Regions from separate parts of the Rattus norvegicus genome. Here region 2 is linked to region 1. A link is a contact called in public Hi-C data. All regions are on one chromosome and are shown on one strand. Each heading gives the region's core, a stretch centred on a gene start, on an enhancer-like site or on the middle of the called end of the contact. The rest is flanking DNA. Distances are from core to core; before and after follow the strand shown.

Region 1 (7,661 bases), core at 3,075-5,574:
GAGAAGAAGCCAGAGCTGATGGAAAACAGCCCCACAGAACTTAACAGGTTGTCAGGCGCTCCACGCAGGATCACAGGGCGGTGCCAGACAATGAACACACAGGACGGTGATACCATTACTGTTGATGCTGTGTGACGCTGTCAAAAACAGAATCTCGATTGGGTTTCTTCCTCTCTCTTTTCTCTTAAGAGATTTATTTACTTTCTTTGTGTGAATACCCTGTAGCTGTCTTCAGATACACCAGAAGAGGGCGCCAGATCTCATTACCGATGTTTGTGAGCCACCATGTTGTGGTTGCTGGGAATTGAACTCAGGACCTCTGGAAGAGCAGTCAGTGCTTTTAACCGCTGAGTCATCTCTCCATTCCCCCAGCCCCCGCAACTTTTTTTTTTAAAAAAGGTTTGCAATTGCCTTTCATACATTACCACATATATTGCTTCTCTCATGTGGGCAGGAAGAAGAGAAGAGGCTGTGAAGGAACTTCCAGAAATTAGTCTCCAGTCTGCAGCCACTGTCCATCTCTTGGGACAATTAACAGGTCCTGGCAAGGCCTTTGAAGCTGGAGGTGTGTGTGTCCCAGCAGTACAGGATGTGTATGTCTGTCTGGGATTCCTGTGGCTCTTGAAGATGGGCATCTCTAGTGACCTAGATAGACAAAGCCCTGCTGGTGCACCTGGCATTCTTCTAGGGGCAGTCAGACAAAATGTAAGATCAGAGAAAGACTTGAGAGAGTGACCAGTGGAGGCTATGAAACAGAAGGTGGTGGAATAGGCGGTAGATGGAGAGTTTCAGAAGTGCCTTGGTAACACAGGGCTGCTGGTGAAAGCCAGGAGGAGGGGGAACGTTTGACGTCCTGGTGAGAATCAGCTGTGCTGACTTAGGGCTCATATGTGCTATGCAGAAGTGTGTGTGTGTGTGTGTGTGTGTGTGTGTGTGTGCGCGTGCATGTGTTGCATTTTGCCGTCGAGGTCATAGGACGACTTGCAGGAGTCTATTTTCTCCTCTATGTGGATCCCAGATTTGAACTCAGGTAGTGGGATGTAGTACTAAGTAACTTTACGCACCAAGCCATATATATCAATGGGCCATTATTTGATTTTTGTCAGAAGATCTTTACTCTGTAGCCCTGGCTGCCCCAGAACTTACTCTGTAGATTCAGCTGACCTGAAATATCTGTCGATTTTTCTGCCTCTTTTTCAGGGGTCCTGTGGTGCAGGTGCGGGCCCCCACGCCCAGCCAGACCACTCTCTGTGTTGTGATATTCCGTGGATTCCAACTGAGGGCAAGGATTACAACACAGCACATCGGATATGTAGTTGTTTACTGGTGTTTTCTTAGCTGAGTAGGCAGACAGGATTTGTACTCAGAATCAAGGTTCCCTGACCAACAAACCTTTTTACATGTTCATGCCAGTAGAGGGCGCCCTCAGCAAGGAGCAGAAAGAAGAGTTGCGGGTCCTGGGGAGTTACTTCCGGTTACCGTCTTAGGTGATTGACACCATGGTGCCGGGAATGCAGATCGAGAAGGTGTAAGGTTGACTTCGCTTTATTGGTAGTAATTGATATCTTCCTTCCTTCCTCCTTTTTCTTCCTTTCCTTTGTTTTTGAGGCAGGCAGGATTTGCTATGTAGGTCTGACTAGCCTGGAACTCACTGTGTAGTGTTGACTGAGCTACAACTCGGACATCAGTCTGCCTTCTCTGTTTTGGGATTAGAGACCATGCACCACCATGCTTGGGTCTTGGGTAGTAATTTCATATGAATAAACGATATATTCACACGGTTCGATCCCCGTACAGCTCACCAATGTTAGGATCAATGTTGGGGTTTAAATCTCAGCCCGCGCCTGGACGAAGCACGGCAAGCCAACATGGTTCCTCGTGGAGAGGCTTAATAGAGAGAAGAAGAGTAGAAGAGAGGAAAGGAGGCCGGCCATGTGCACGCGGAGGGAAGCGGGGATGGGGAGAGAAGTGACAGGGAAGAGGGCACGGGAAGAGGAAGAGCAAGAGAAAGCAAGAGAGGAGTAAGAGGGAGAGGAGGGGGTAAGCTGCCCCCTTTATAGTCAGGCACAGCTGGCTGTTGCCAAGCAACTGTGGGGGTGGAGCTTAGACAGAATACCAACAATGGTGGCGCAAGTCTCTAAGCCCAGCACTCGGGAGGCAGAGGCAGGCAGATCTCTTGAGTTTGAGGCCACCCTGGCCTAGAGAGTGAGTTCTAAGGCAGCCAGAGCTACACAGAGAAACCCTGTCTCGGAAAAAACAACAACAACAACAACAAAAAAAACAAACCAAAAAACACCGAAAACCATACACACAAAAAAACCCCAAAGCCCAACTCTAATCAACTAATCAGTCAAACAACAGGGGCGAGAGAGACGGTTCGGTGGTTAGAGCACTTGCCGCTTTCAAGAGGACCCGAGTTCAGTTCTCAGCACTCAGGTCAGGCAGCTCACAATCTCTTGTCGCTTCCCTTCCAGGGGGTGTGATGCCCGAAATCTCTGGAATTTTTTCATGTCTTTCAGGGTCATCTGAAGGCCTGGCCTGGTGGCACACACCTGCATTTGGGAGGTGGAGTGTGGAGTATCAGGAGTTCAGGGCTATCCTCTGCTACATAGTAAATTGGAAGCCAGCTTGGGCTACATGAGACCCTATCTGAAAAACAAAACAAGACAAAGACAAAACAAAACAAAATTAAAAACCAAAGACAACACACACACACACACACACACACACACACACACACACACACCCCACATGAACGAACCGAAGGGGAAATAATTTATTCAGTGAAGTGCTTGCCAGAGAAGCATGGAGTCCTGAGTGGCTCTAATATCTTCCAGTGCTGGGGAGGTTAGAGCCCGGTTGGGCCCCTGGGGTTGAATGGCCTGCCAGACTTGGTGACCTCCAGACCAGTGAGAGACTCTGACTGGAAAGACAAGTCCTCTGAATCATACACTCATAAGGGAGGAACACACACAGATAAACACACACACAGACACAAATAGCCACTGGGCCAGACCATCCCACACTTGACCATTCTCTGGGATTAGAGTGGCAGTTTTCATGGATTTGTTATCTTTCATTTTGAGGAAGGTGGTGCTTTTTATTGAACAACAGGTGTGTACCACTACGATTTTTATTTACTCTAGTGTGCGTGCATGCAGATGCCTACAGAGGTTAGAAGAGGACATCGGCTTCCCCTGGAGCTGTAATTACAGACACGGGTACTGAGAAAGAATCTAAAGTCCTCTGGAAGAAGATGAACCATCTCTCCTCCTCTGAGACAGAGTCGTATTTTGTAGCCTTCCCTTTTCAGTTTCTGTCTATGATCCGTTTTAGTTAATAGCAAACCAACACTGACCTCTTCTGATGCCGGCCCCGGCTGATATACATCATTTCAGTTAAAGCTGAAGACACCCCGGCCGGCCATGTTATTCTTACCATGGGGAGAGAGCTAAGAACTCTTGCAAAGGTTTCAGGGCTTTCCTATGGCTTGGAGCTGAAAATTACACTCTGTGTAATTCTAGAGCTGGGCCTCCAGAGCCAGCCTTTCACGGGGCCTGTAGGGTAGATAGTGGAAGAGTAGTGAATGAATGACCCAATAAGGGAGTTAAGGATGCCGTTCCCCACCCCACCCCGGCCAGCACCTCACCTGACTGCAGATAACCAGGCTACAAAGTCAACAGTGATTCCCAGTCTGCCCCTTTCCAAATGAAATGCTTCCTTCTTTCCACCTCTTCCCCTTCCAAATCCGAAGAGCAAACACTGGGTTAGGGGGCCAGCCTTGGCCAGCCTGACTCATCTGAGTGCTGACTTAAGTTATCCTTCTGGAGGGGAGGGGAAGGGGTGGAGAGCTCTGCAGCTCAGCTCACTGTGTGGAGGGAACGAGGGAGGAATAGAAAATAGGAAGATGAGAGAAGATGGAGAGGAAGAAGGGTAGAAGGGGAGGAGGCCTTAGGGAGGAGGAAGAAGGGGCTTGGGGTGGGATAAATAGAGATGAGAAGAAAGGAGAACACGGAAGAGGCTGAGAGAAGAGGATTGCAACGCGTAAGGGAAGGAGAGGAATGGAGGAGAGAGGAAAGGAGGAAGGAGAGCGAGATCGAAGAACACAGAAGGTGGTGGAAGAAGAGAGAGGCTGGGGGCCCATGGAGTGGGGAGGGAAGAAGACGGAGGAAGGGAAGATGAAGAGGAAGGGCCCCTCCTCCAGCCCTCCGCCGAGTTGCGCAATCCACATAGACTGGGATTGGCCACCGGGTGTGCAAGACGCTCCGCCCCCGCCCGCGCGACCAATGGGAACAGAGGGGCGTGGCCTTCATGGGAGTGGAGTCCCGGCGCGCGCTCCGGCTCTGCAGTAACCGCGGGCCCCTCTCCGAGGACCTTAGCTTGCAATTGCGAGCGGCCACCACCCCCTGCTCACTCTCGGAGCCCGCTCGACCCTCGCAGCGGATCAGGGACGCATTCACTGGTTCCGGCAGTGTCCTCGCGGCGGCCATGGCCACGAAGATCGACAAGGAGGCGTGTCGCGCGGCGTACAACTTAGTGCGGGACGACGGCTCGTCGGTCATCTGGTGAGCAACGCCGCGGGGCTGGGGATGCCAGTACCGACCTGCTTCGTGCCGCTCGCCGCCGCTGCTCACCTATGTTTCTTTTCTTCCTCCAACCCAAAGGGTGACTTTTAAATACGACGGTGCCACCATTGTCCCCGGCGATCAGGGAGCGGATTACCAGCACTTCATCCAGCAGTGCACAGGTAGGACGACCTGAGACCTTTTGGGAGAGGGTGGCCACCCAGGGCAGCGAGGTGCTGGGTATCCAAGCAGCAACAGATATAGGCTGGGGGTTTTGTTTGTTTGCTTGCTTGTTTTTGTCTTTGTGTTTTTGGAGATAGGGGTGACCTCCAACTGGCCATCCTCCTGCCACAACCATCTAGTACAGATATGGTGGGTGTGCACAACCAGGCAAAGCTCCGGTCTGAGCTTTCTAAAGTCTTGACTGTATCCCTCCCCCACCCTGCCCCCAACCCCTGTGGACATCACTATCAAGTGACCCGAGGAGATTCTTCCCCTGGCTGGGTCAGCTTCTTCCGCTCCCTGTGGTTCACTGGGTTTCCAGGTCAGAACTGGCAGTTCAAACTCCACCCTCTCTGATTGGTCAGTGAACAATAAACGCCGAAGCCCCTGGGGGCTGCAAGCTAAAGGCCGAACCCAGGGCCCCACCCTCCTTTCTCCCATCTTTGTCCTTATCTGCCTCTGTACAAGCCTTTAATTTGAAGAGTAAAGGGGCACGTACTAAGAGCGAATGCCCGATGTTGCTTATATGGGGCCTGGATAAAATGAAGCTGACTTGTGAGGTCCCAGCAGCGGAGTCACTGGCCCCTGGCTGGGGTGGGGCATGGGTGATAGCTTCAGGAGCTGAAGGGCTCCAATGGTTTGGTGTGGAGGAATCATACAGATGTGTGACTTAATAAAAGCATCCCACAGAACCCTAAGTTCCCCTGGGGTGTGTGGACCATGAAAGAACACAGGGCCTGAATGGCCGCAGCCCCTGGTAGCAGCAGGCTCAGCACAGTTGGTAATGAGATCCCTAAAGGAGCCGGTGTTCACAGCAGCTCAGCATATTCTGGAAACAGAGGCAGGAGGAGGAGAGTTGGAGGCCAGCTGGGCTGGCTGGGCGTCCCCCTTGCCTTCCCGAAAAAGCCTTGAAAGAGATTGAAGTAGGAGATCCTGGGCCTGCTGTCTCCTGTTGTCTTTAGCTTTGGAACTAATGTCAAACAAAAGCAGGCCACCTAGAAGCTAGGGTGTAGACTCCCGGGGCTGGCTGTGGGTTAGAATCCCTCGGGGGCTGCTTTCCAGCTGGGTGGGTTGGGGCCAGGTCCCTGTGGGGGTCACAGTTCCTCACCTGATCTCCTGTAGTGCTGTGAGATTGATTGGTCCCAAGTGTGTATGTAAGTGTTCAGGACAGTGCTGGTCAGAGTCATTGGTGACAAACAGACCCCCCCCCCCCAAAAAAAATCAATCCAGGATCATGTGACTTCTTTTCCAACTGCTTTCTTCCTCTTTCCCCCACCCCAAGTATGGGAAATGGAACATAGGGCCTTGGATATGTTGGCCACATGCTCTACCACTGAGGTACATTTCTTAAAAAATTAAACCACTTTGTTTTGAGATAAGTTCACTCTCAGTCCGGGCAGTCCTTGAACTTGAGGTCTTCCTGCTTCTGCTTCCTGGTTTGTGCCACCCAACTCTTTAATTGCTTTCTGGCTGTGTAGCTAAGCCTGCCCGAAACTCCTGGTCCTCCCTGCCTCTGCCTCCAAAATGCTGGGATTATAGGCGTGCATTACCTTGCCCGGCGGCCTAACTTTCTTAATTGAGTCGTCGGTTAGCATTCAGTTCATCTCGAATGGCATTTCACTTTGTGCTGTGTGGTACTAAGATGGGTGTGAGAGTGTGTGTTCGTGTGTTAAGTGTTCTCCCAGCTAAAATGTCTCCTGGGAGTTGCCGCTAGACTCTGTATTCATTGCTTCTGTAAATAATTCACTTTAAAACATCGCCGGCGTAAAGCGCGATGCTCTGGAGTCAGTGAGCAGACTTTGGCTCCGGTCCGGTCCGGAGCAGGATCTCAGCTGCTCTGACTGCAGCAAATGCTTCCAAAGTGGGACAAGTGCAGGCTCAACTTTCCCCGAAGTTAGTGCACCATCAGCAGGATTGGCCGGAGTCTCTGGGGCTGGGTGCCGCAGGTCCGCTGCTTTCCCTCCTCACTTGGGAACCCATCCCCAGCCCTCCTGCCTCTGTGACTGTTTTCTCATCGATGCTGGAGAAGGTGAGGGAGCTGAAGGCCAAGCCTCCTGCTGATAGATTCCCAACTGATGCTCCTGCTGCCGCACATCCGGCCTGGATGCCGCTTGGGGGGACACTTCCTTCCTCTGGTGGGCTGTGGTTTTCTGCTCATTGCTAACCCTCTACAGGGATGGCGATCGTCTGGCGTATGAGCTAAAAATGCTCTTCGGGCTGCTTGTTGGTCCTTGTGAATGGACTGCGAGATCTGAGGCTGCAGCTGCAGTCTGTCTGCTCTCTCTTCCCAGCCATCTGGTGGACGATGTACAGATGGCTCTACTTTGCCACGTCTGCTCTCTGTCCCTCCCCTGCTGAGGCCTCCTGAGCCAGGGACCCCACCCTCAGAAATCTTCTCCGTACTCGTACCTATCACTGTACCTGACCCGTGTGTGCGCCAGCCATGCTTCCGCTGGGTTGTTTCATTCTGAAGATTGCAAACCAAGGCCCAGAGAGGTTAAGTGACACCTTAAGAAGAAGAGAGCTAGAACTGGACTCTGGAATCCATTGCTCTTGGCCCCAAGGAAGTGGTTTAGGGTCTTGTTCTTTGTGAGATGGTTTGTAGACTAGATTTGCTTACTGTGGTGTACGGAGAGCCCTAATTCCCTGTCAGCTGTCTTGGCAGGCCCTAGAAGAAAGGCTTTTTTCCTGTATTTCCAAGTACCTCAGAGATTTGTAGAGTCCCACCCCGCCTTTCCTGTGGAATTATTTCTTCTTAGAATTACAAAATTAATAGCGGAGTGACTATATAAATATTCGTTAACCAAGTTACTTTTTTATTCCTGTAGCTTTTCATCCTGAGATTCTCAGTGGGTGCTTAGCCCGGCGCTTAGC
Region 2 (7,661 bases), core at 3,448-5,947, 240 kb before region 1:
GACCACAGGAAGAATGAGAAAAGTCCGGAAATAAAAATGGATTCTTAAGCAGAGGCGACTTTACAGAGGTTAAAATGATATGCTAGAACTGGCTTATGATTTGGGATCTAGAGGCTAAAGGGAGCCCTCCACAGAAGCAGTCACAAACCTGTATTAACCTGGGGTGTAGGGGCAGGAGGAAGCTGAAGTAATGGGGAGAAACCAGGGGGGTGCTCAGCCTGGTGAGCCCCTAAGATTGGAAGGACAGAATGTTCTTCAACCAAGCTTTCTTCCCTATGCCTTGGTGACGTCTGTATTGAGGGGGTGAAGAGCCCTGTCTAGAGCACAGACAAGTCAGGCCCTAGGGACAGCGGTGAGCAGCAAGGTCCTCTATACTGTGCTAGGGTGCAGGGCTGTGATTCTGTTCAGCTCATGCCTTTCCTTATCTCTCTGTCTTTGCATGCACAGTATGGGGACCCACTGGGTCTCACGCAGCCGGACAGTGGTGAAGAAAGCAGAGACCAAGCCCTTGGCCAGTTTGGTGCTTGTATTCCTTTCTGCCTAGTGTCTTTGAGTGACTTTACACATTTGGCTCTTCATGTTAAACGTGGATGTGGATGTGTTTTGCACAGGAGCCTCACCCGCTCTCACCACCTCTGCAGGCTGTGCCAGGGAATCATGCAGCCGTCAGGACACAGGCTCCGGGACATTGAGCACCATCCTCTCCTGACTGACAATGACAATTATGACTCTGCGTCCTCCTCGTCCTCCGAGGCTGACATGGCAGACAGGGTGTGGTTCATCCGAGATGGCTGTGGCATGGTCTGTGCTGTCATGACATGGCTTCTGGTCGTCTATGCAGACTTTGTGGTGACCTTCGTCATGCTGCTGCCTTCCAAAGACTTCTGGTACTCCGTGGTGAACGGGGTCCTCTTCAACTGCTTGGCGGTGCTCGCGCTGTCCTCCCACCTAAGAACCATGCTCACTGACCCGGTGGGTACCCAGTCTCGGGCCTAGAAGGTTTGCACGTGCCGAGGCTGTGACAGAGCAGCACATGGCCTTGGCACAGACGCACACACTGTGGGCTCTCTCTGGAGCAGGCCTGTACTTCCGCTCTCAGTCCCAATGCAGTGAAGACGAATTTAGAGCTTCCAGATCAGGGATAGCTGCTTCTCAGAAATTTGAGACACCCCCCTCCCTTTTTTTTTTTTCTCAGAGCTGAGGACCGAACCCAGGGCCTAGGCTTGCTAGGCAAGTGCTCTACCACTGAGCTAAATCCCCAACCCCTGAGACACCCTTTTTGTAGCTACCCCAGAACCAGGGAGATGGCCAGGGCTTCCTCCTGGTAATCTGAAGGCCACAGAGCAGCCCCTATAGGCAGCGAGTGCAGGCACATGAGGCCATGTGTTGATTCTAAGAAAGTTCTACGCTTCTTACAGCACTGTGAGCCTGGCATGGATTCCTGATCTGTGCACACAGAGTAACTGTGCTTGTGTCTGCCAGTTAAGGGTCGCAGCATTAGAAAGGTCGAAAACCACTACTGTAAGCTTCTGTTGCCTTCTAAAGTTGAGGTGAGGCGGCCTGGCCTCATAGTGGCCTTGGCTAGCCTATACAAGTGTCTCAGTCAGGGTTTCTATTCCTGCACAAACCTCATGACCAAGAAGCAAGTTGAGGAGGAAAAGGTTGATTCAGCTTACACTTCCACATTGCTGTTCATCACCAAAGGAAGTCAGGACTGGAACTCAAGCAGGTCAGGAAGCAGGAGCCGATGCAGAGGCCATGGAGGGATGTTACTTACTGGCTTGCTCCCCCTGGCTTGCTCAGCTTGCTTTCTTATAGAGCCCAGAACCACCAGCCCAGGGACGGCACCACCCACAATGGGCTGGGTTCTACCCACTTGATCACTAGTTGTTAAAAATGCCTTACAGCTGGGTCTCATGGAGGCATTTCCTCAACTGAGGCTCCTTTCTCTGTGATAACTCTAGCTTGTGTCAAATTGACACACAAAACCAGCCAGTACAAGGGACCAAGGCTGTGCCCTAGACCTCATCCTGTGGTGCGCTGTCTGCCCGTGACCAGGGTTGCCCGAGAGGCCTCTGACCACACTGCCTCCTTCATCAGACTCAGCATGCTCAGGCTTCGGGAGTCTTTTGTTTTCCTGAAACAGAGTCTCACTGAGTAGCCCAGGCTGGCCTCAAACTCAGCCATCCTCCTGCATCTGCGTGCCCAGTGCTGGGGATTATGGGCATATTTTGTAGATCTTTTGCTGTGGGTGGGAGAGTTAAGACAGGGTAGTCCAGTGTAGCCCTAGCTAGCCCGGAACTCACTATGTAGATCAGACTGGCCTTCTGCCTCTTGAGTGCTAGAATTATGGGTTGAGCCTTGTTTTTCTGACTCCTTTCACCCAACCTGAATCCAATCTGTGTGCACAGGGGGCTGTCCCCAAAGGCAACGCCACGAAGGAGTACATGGAGAGCTTGCAGCTGAAGCCGGGCGAGGTGATCTACAAGTGCCCCAAGTGTTGCTGCATCAAGCCGGAGCGTGCCCACCACTGCAGGTATGACCTCTGCCCTCAGCAGAGCCAGACTGTACATGGAAGTTTTCAGACAGTGCAGCAGACAGCTGGACAATAGTCACAGGAAGCAACAAGGTGTCTGCTCTTTTTCCTGGCCTGGCACATGAATTTTGTAGTTGGAGAATCAAGCCTCTTTATACTTGCTACTGCTTGTGCGTGGCAGCATCAGCAGACTAAATGCAGGCTCCTGTTGGCACACTTTCTGACTGACACTGGTTAATGAGAAAGGAGCGAGCGGTTCCAGCCCACAAACAGGTGCCTTTGAATGTCCTCCTCTCTTGGGCTCCCTCTACTGGCCTTTGCTGCAGTGTGTCATTTCCCTGCTGTGCCAAGACTGGATTTTTAGACAGGCTGCTGTCCCTCGGCGGGGCTGATATTGGGTGTGGCGAACCAGGGACTTGTTCATTCCTGGAAGTCTCTTGGGCTTCCCTGTCCTTGGACTGAGTCTCTGTGTGTGCACAAAGGTGGAGTGGGACCGCTCTTGTCATAGGTGTTGTGCAGAGAGATGTCCTCAGGCTGTCCTACCTTGGATGTCATTTGGTGTCACTGATGTCCCAGAACACAAGGCTGAAAAGTGTGCTCTCCTTTGCAGTATCTGCAAGAGGTGCATTCGAAAGATGGACCACCACTGCCCGTGGGTGAACAACTGTGTGGGAGAGAAGAACCAGCGCTTCTTCGTGCTCTTCACCGTGAGTGCGCTGAGCTGGAGGTTCTGAGACTCGAACCTCTGCAGTTGGGGGAGGTATTTAGCTACAGCTAATGGCGGTGTTGGCACATGCAGAACACAGTCCGGGGGTGACCATGCCATGTGGATTACATCACCTGTTGCCTGTAGGTTTGTCTGTCCCTCTGGGTCACCATTGTCACACACAGGGCCTCCCTCACGCACAGAGCTCATTTCCCCTCTGCTTATTTTGCCGTGCAGCTGTTGGGCTTCTCTGCTGTGGTCCAATCAGCTGCCACTGCCTACAATTTACTCCTCCTCCACGCCAGCTTTCCCCGTTGGGGGTGGGAGGTGTGTGAGCACGGCCAGCCTCTGCTTATAGGATGGCAGATTGTTGAAAATCCCTAACCCATCTCCCTCCTTCTAGATGTACATAGCTCTGTCTTCAATCCATGCTCTGATTCTCTGCGGGCTTCAGTTCATCTCTTGCGTCCGAGGGCAGTGGACAGGTAAGGAAGACTCCGTCATCTCGAAAGCAGTGCAGAGTGGGGCTGGGGATTTAGCTCAGTGGTAGAGCACTTACCTAGGAAGCGCAAGGCCCTGGGTTCGGTCCCCAGCTCCGAAAAAAAGAACCAAAAAAAAAGAAAGAAAGAAAGAAAGAAAGCAGTGCAGTGGGGAGCCCCAGGGGGAGTGGGCTCCTGGATGGGAGGAAGGCCTTATTCTTAATAACCTGAGATGGGCTTGTTTTTAGTGTTTTGTTTTGTTTTTTGAAACAGGGTCTCACTTTGTAGTCTAGGTTGGCCTTGAACTCACGGATGATGCTTCTCTCTCAGCTTCCTAAGTGTTGGGGTGACAGGTATAAGCCACCTTGGCAGTAAAGAGTTAACATTTCTTAAGATAGAATGTGGAAGCTTCACCCTGCTCATTGGCTGATACCTCACTTAGTGCGTGGCTAAGGTGTGATAATCACGTCAGCTACTTGCAGACTCTTGACACTGAGGCAGGCAGCCCTGCCACTGAGGCCATTGCCTTGTGTTTGCTTTCTGGCCAGCTTTAGTTGATCCCGTTCACAGCAGCCTTGGCGTGGCCTGATGGGGTGTCCCGGAGGATGTGCCTATCTGGACGGGCATTTGTTGGCAGCTACAGGAAGACAAGAGGGGCTGCACTCCTGTCACAGTACCTCTAGTGTAGAATGTCCCCTGTAGCCACACAGTGTAGACACAGGAGGGTCCTTTAAGAACAGTTGCATATGTTAGGGGACCCATGCACTGCTGCTCAAGTGGCAGAAGCGGGAGACTCACAAGTTCAAGGCTGGCTGGGCAGCTTAGTGAGGCCCTATCAAGGTAAAAAGAGGGCTGGGGGTATACAGTGGGAGAAGGTGGAGTTGAGTGTTTGCCTGGCATTCGTAAAGCCCTGGGAAGAGTCCCCAGTGCAGCCAGAAACTTCAGGGGAGGTGAGATTGTGGGCTGTCAAGGATGGCGAGGCTGTGTGCCAGGCAGACAGGGCTGTGTGCCAGCTTCTTAGAGCGCTCTAGTGGGCTCACGCAGGAGAAGCGCATTCCTTCTAGGAAACTCGTGCAGCTTCCCCACCGCTCCCCTGTACACTGAGCACCTCACTCTCATCCGCAGAGTGCAGTGACTTCTCTCCTCCCATAACTGTAATCCTGTTGGTCTTCCTGTGCCTTGAGGGCCTCCTGTTCTTCACTTTCACCGCAGTCATGTTCGGCACCCAGATCCACTCAATATGCAATGACGAAACTGTGAGTCTTGTCCTGTGTCTTCAGGGGTGGCAGGGGGCACTGTCAGCAACAACAGCCCACGTGTACACGTGGCCTCTCCAACCTTGGGTCCACAGGTCTGTGTTCGCTGCTCTCTTCATTGGGGCAGCATAGCTCCTGGGCCCAGGATAGGGGTTAGGTTGGTAAGAATTCAGTGGTCTCAGAAACGTGAAGGCCTCCCACTCTTGCAGGCCTGGGGAAGGTGCTGCGTAAATACAGACCGAGTAGGAACTCAAGCAAAGTGTTGGTCCCATCCAGAGGCCACTGTGCCACACGAGCCATAGCCTGGTTGACTTTGAGGCTGATCCTTGTAGCTGTCTGCAGCTTGGCTGTGCGTGTGGGATAGGGAGGAGTGCCCAGCTCCACACAGGCTTTGGAGGCCTGCAGCACGCTGTGGGTAGCCTTGTGCAGCTACAGGCTGTGGCTCTCTTCTCATTGCTCCTCTGGCTTCTTCTGCTCCCAGGAGATCGAGAGGCTGAAGAGTGAGAAGCCTACGTGGGAGCGAAGGCTGCGGTGGGAAGGGATGAAGTCTGTCTTCGGGGGCCCTCCCTCCCTCCTCTGGATGAACCCCTTTGTGGGCTTCCGATTCAGGCGGCTGCAGATGAGGACCAGGAAGGGAGGCCCCGAGTTCTCTGTATGAGCCTTCAGGGCAGGATGTCTGCAGACATCATACTCAGTGGCCGCAAGCACAGCAGCCTTGTGGGCAGATGGAGCTGGCCAGCAGACGGGGCCATGAGCACTTCATGGACCTAGGGCCACAGGCACTTGTCATTTCTGTGTGTACTGCCAGGAGAAGCAGTCCCGGGAGGCCATCCTGACCATCCTGACCCAGGATGTCTCGTGGGCTGCGAGCACCCACAGCACAGGTGCCGTTGCTTCTTGGTCATGAAGGAAGCCAGCACAGCAGCTGCTGGGGTCCTGCTGGCCCATCCCCAGCGCACTTCTTACTGGAAGGGGTTTCCACAGAGACTCTGGCTTGGAGGGCTCTGACACCTAGCACTGAACAGTCAAAGCGGCTTCCAGAACACTCCATGCTGCCCCAGAACGGGCATCCTTTGACCCTTCCAGCAAGTCTGTGTGTGCTCATCTGTGTGTCTGTGTGGTGTGTGTGCGTGAGCATGTGTCAGAATCAGCAGTGTTGTTCAAGCACGCGTGTGGTAGACAAGCTGTCTTTCAGACTCCAGTGTTTCAGGGAAGTGGGACGCACTGCTGGCCCTTGCTGGCCTCCTATGAATGTATCCTCCAGTGTCCAGATCCAAAGAACAGGCATGCCTGCGCATGGGCCCGGCCTCCTGCTTTTATTTCACTGAAAACTTAGTGTTTGAGGGCATGGAGCTGAGGTTTTGTTGTTCCAGCCAAACTAGCCACTGCAACATTCTCTCAACAAGGAAAGTGGTAGCCCTGTGCTGAGACCCAGCACTGTGGGGCAGGGGCTGTGGGGAGCTCAGCATGAGAAGCCGCCTTGGGCCCCTTTGGAGAGGTGCTGCAGGCTGAGACAGCCCGGTGCCTGAGCTATCAAGAGTGGGGACATGTGACTATTTCTTTACCCATGGCACTTCAGTCAGTGGACCCTTGGTGTGGGCTTAGAATTATGTCAGCACACACAGCTCCCCTCAGGGGACTTGCCTTAAACTCGTAGGTTGTCCTTTGCTGCTGGGTGAAAGCAGTCTGACAGAAGCTGGGGACTTCCGAGAGTGTTCTCCCATGCAGACACCAGTGTTTCCCTTCTGGGACCAGCTGCCTTTCTGTCCCCGTGACACCATGACTGTTCTTTCGGTGTCAGTCGCTTGTGCCCTGCCCTTGTCTGGGCTCCTATGCTACTGAGGTGAACCCGGGGGACCTGAGCCCTCTCATGCAGTGAGCAAACTCTGGGGCCTGAGTCCCTGCAGAGGGACATCGTGGCTTCAGATTGTCTCTGCGTTCCTTTGCACATGTGTCTGGGCATGTAGGCTCTGGCAGTCTCACCCTCCAGTGTGGAGTCCGTGGCGGTGAATCCAAGCTGAGTATACTTGACTTTTCAATTCCTCAGTGTGATTTTCTATGAAATAAAGTAACCCGTCCACAGTTCTCACCTTCCTGCAGCCCTCTTCTTCCTGGGTGGCCTGCCTTGCCTTTTCAGGACCTGCTATGTGCCTGTGAGGGGACCTGGGTATCTGGGTACAGCTCCCAGTGTCACCTGTGTAGATGTTGCCTGGCTAGGATTTTACCCTAAGATCCCTTAACTTTCTCTTAATTAACTTTGAGGAAATTTTTAAATGTACTTTAAAATAAAACTGGTTCTGAGCACAGGAGCAGGTGGACATAACCTCAGCCCCAGGGCTGGAACAGGGATGCAGTGCCAGGCCTCTGCAGCTAGTCTGCATGGGAAGTGTCTGAGAACCTTTGACTTCAGCACTGGGAAGGCAGAGGGAGTTCGCAAAGCTTGAAGCCAGTCTGGTTTGCATACTGAGTTCAAGACAGCGAGGTTGTCTCAAAAAACAAACAATCCTCCCCCAAGAGCCTCAGGCATCCGGCTTTTGAGACACAGGGTCTTCCTAAAGTAGCCTCAACCTCAAAACTCATTCCTTCCCCTCCCGAGGGCTGGGATAGCAGGTATATACTATGCCCAGGGCCTTACGACTTAAGTCTTACAAAAGTTCTGGGGCTGGAGAGAAAGCTCAGTGGCT

What was found. A called contact is a pair of places that touch in the nucleus more often than the background predicts.
Region 2: a contact with region 1 is called in a Hi-C map of prefrontal cortex, with 2.5 times the contacts expected there. The contact joins the enhancer-like site here to the promoter of Cotl1 in region 1.

The regions. Positions count from the first base shown.
Region 1 is chr19:64,811,292-64,818,952 of GRCr8, reverse strand. Cotl1 (coactosin-like F-actin binding protein 1) reads left to right here and starts at 4,324. Exons shown (of 4, transcript NM_001108452.1): 1 at 4,324-4,565; 2 at 4,665-4,747. The coding sequence starts at 4,489. LOC120098610 (a long non-coding RNA gene) reads right to left here and starts at 4,245. Exons shown (of 3, transcript XR_005496989.2): 1 at 3,650-4,245; 2 at 3,439-3,557; 3 at 1,305-2,649.
Region 2 is chr19:65,047,542-65,055,202 of GRCr8, reverse strand. Zdhhc7 (zinc finger DHHC-type palmitoyltransferase 7) reads left to right here. Exons shown (of 8, transcript NM_133394.2): 3 at 642-972; 4 at 2,412-2,536; 5 at 3,147-3,243; 6 at 3,646-3,727; 7 at 4,847-4,977; 8 at 5,459-7,063. The coding sequence starts at 658. The coding sequence ends at 5,635. Among named protein-coding and RNA genes, the nearest start is that of Zdhhc7, 14 kb to the left of the region's middle. Within about 2 kb of position 4,697, at least 6 of the 93 cell types and tissues checked have an H3K27ac peak or open chromatin away from gene starts, as enhancers often do. A contact at or near this core is called in prefrontal cortex, where this site is marked.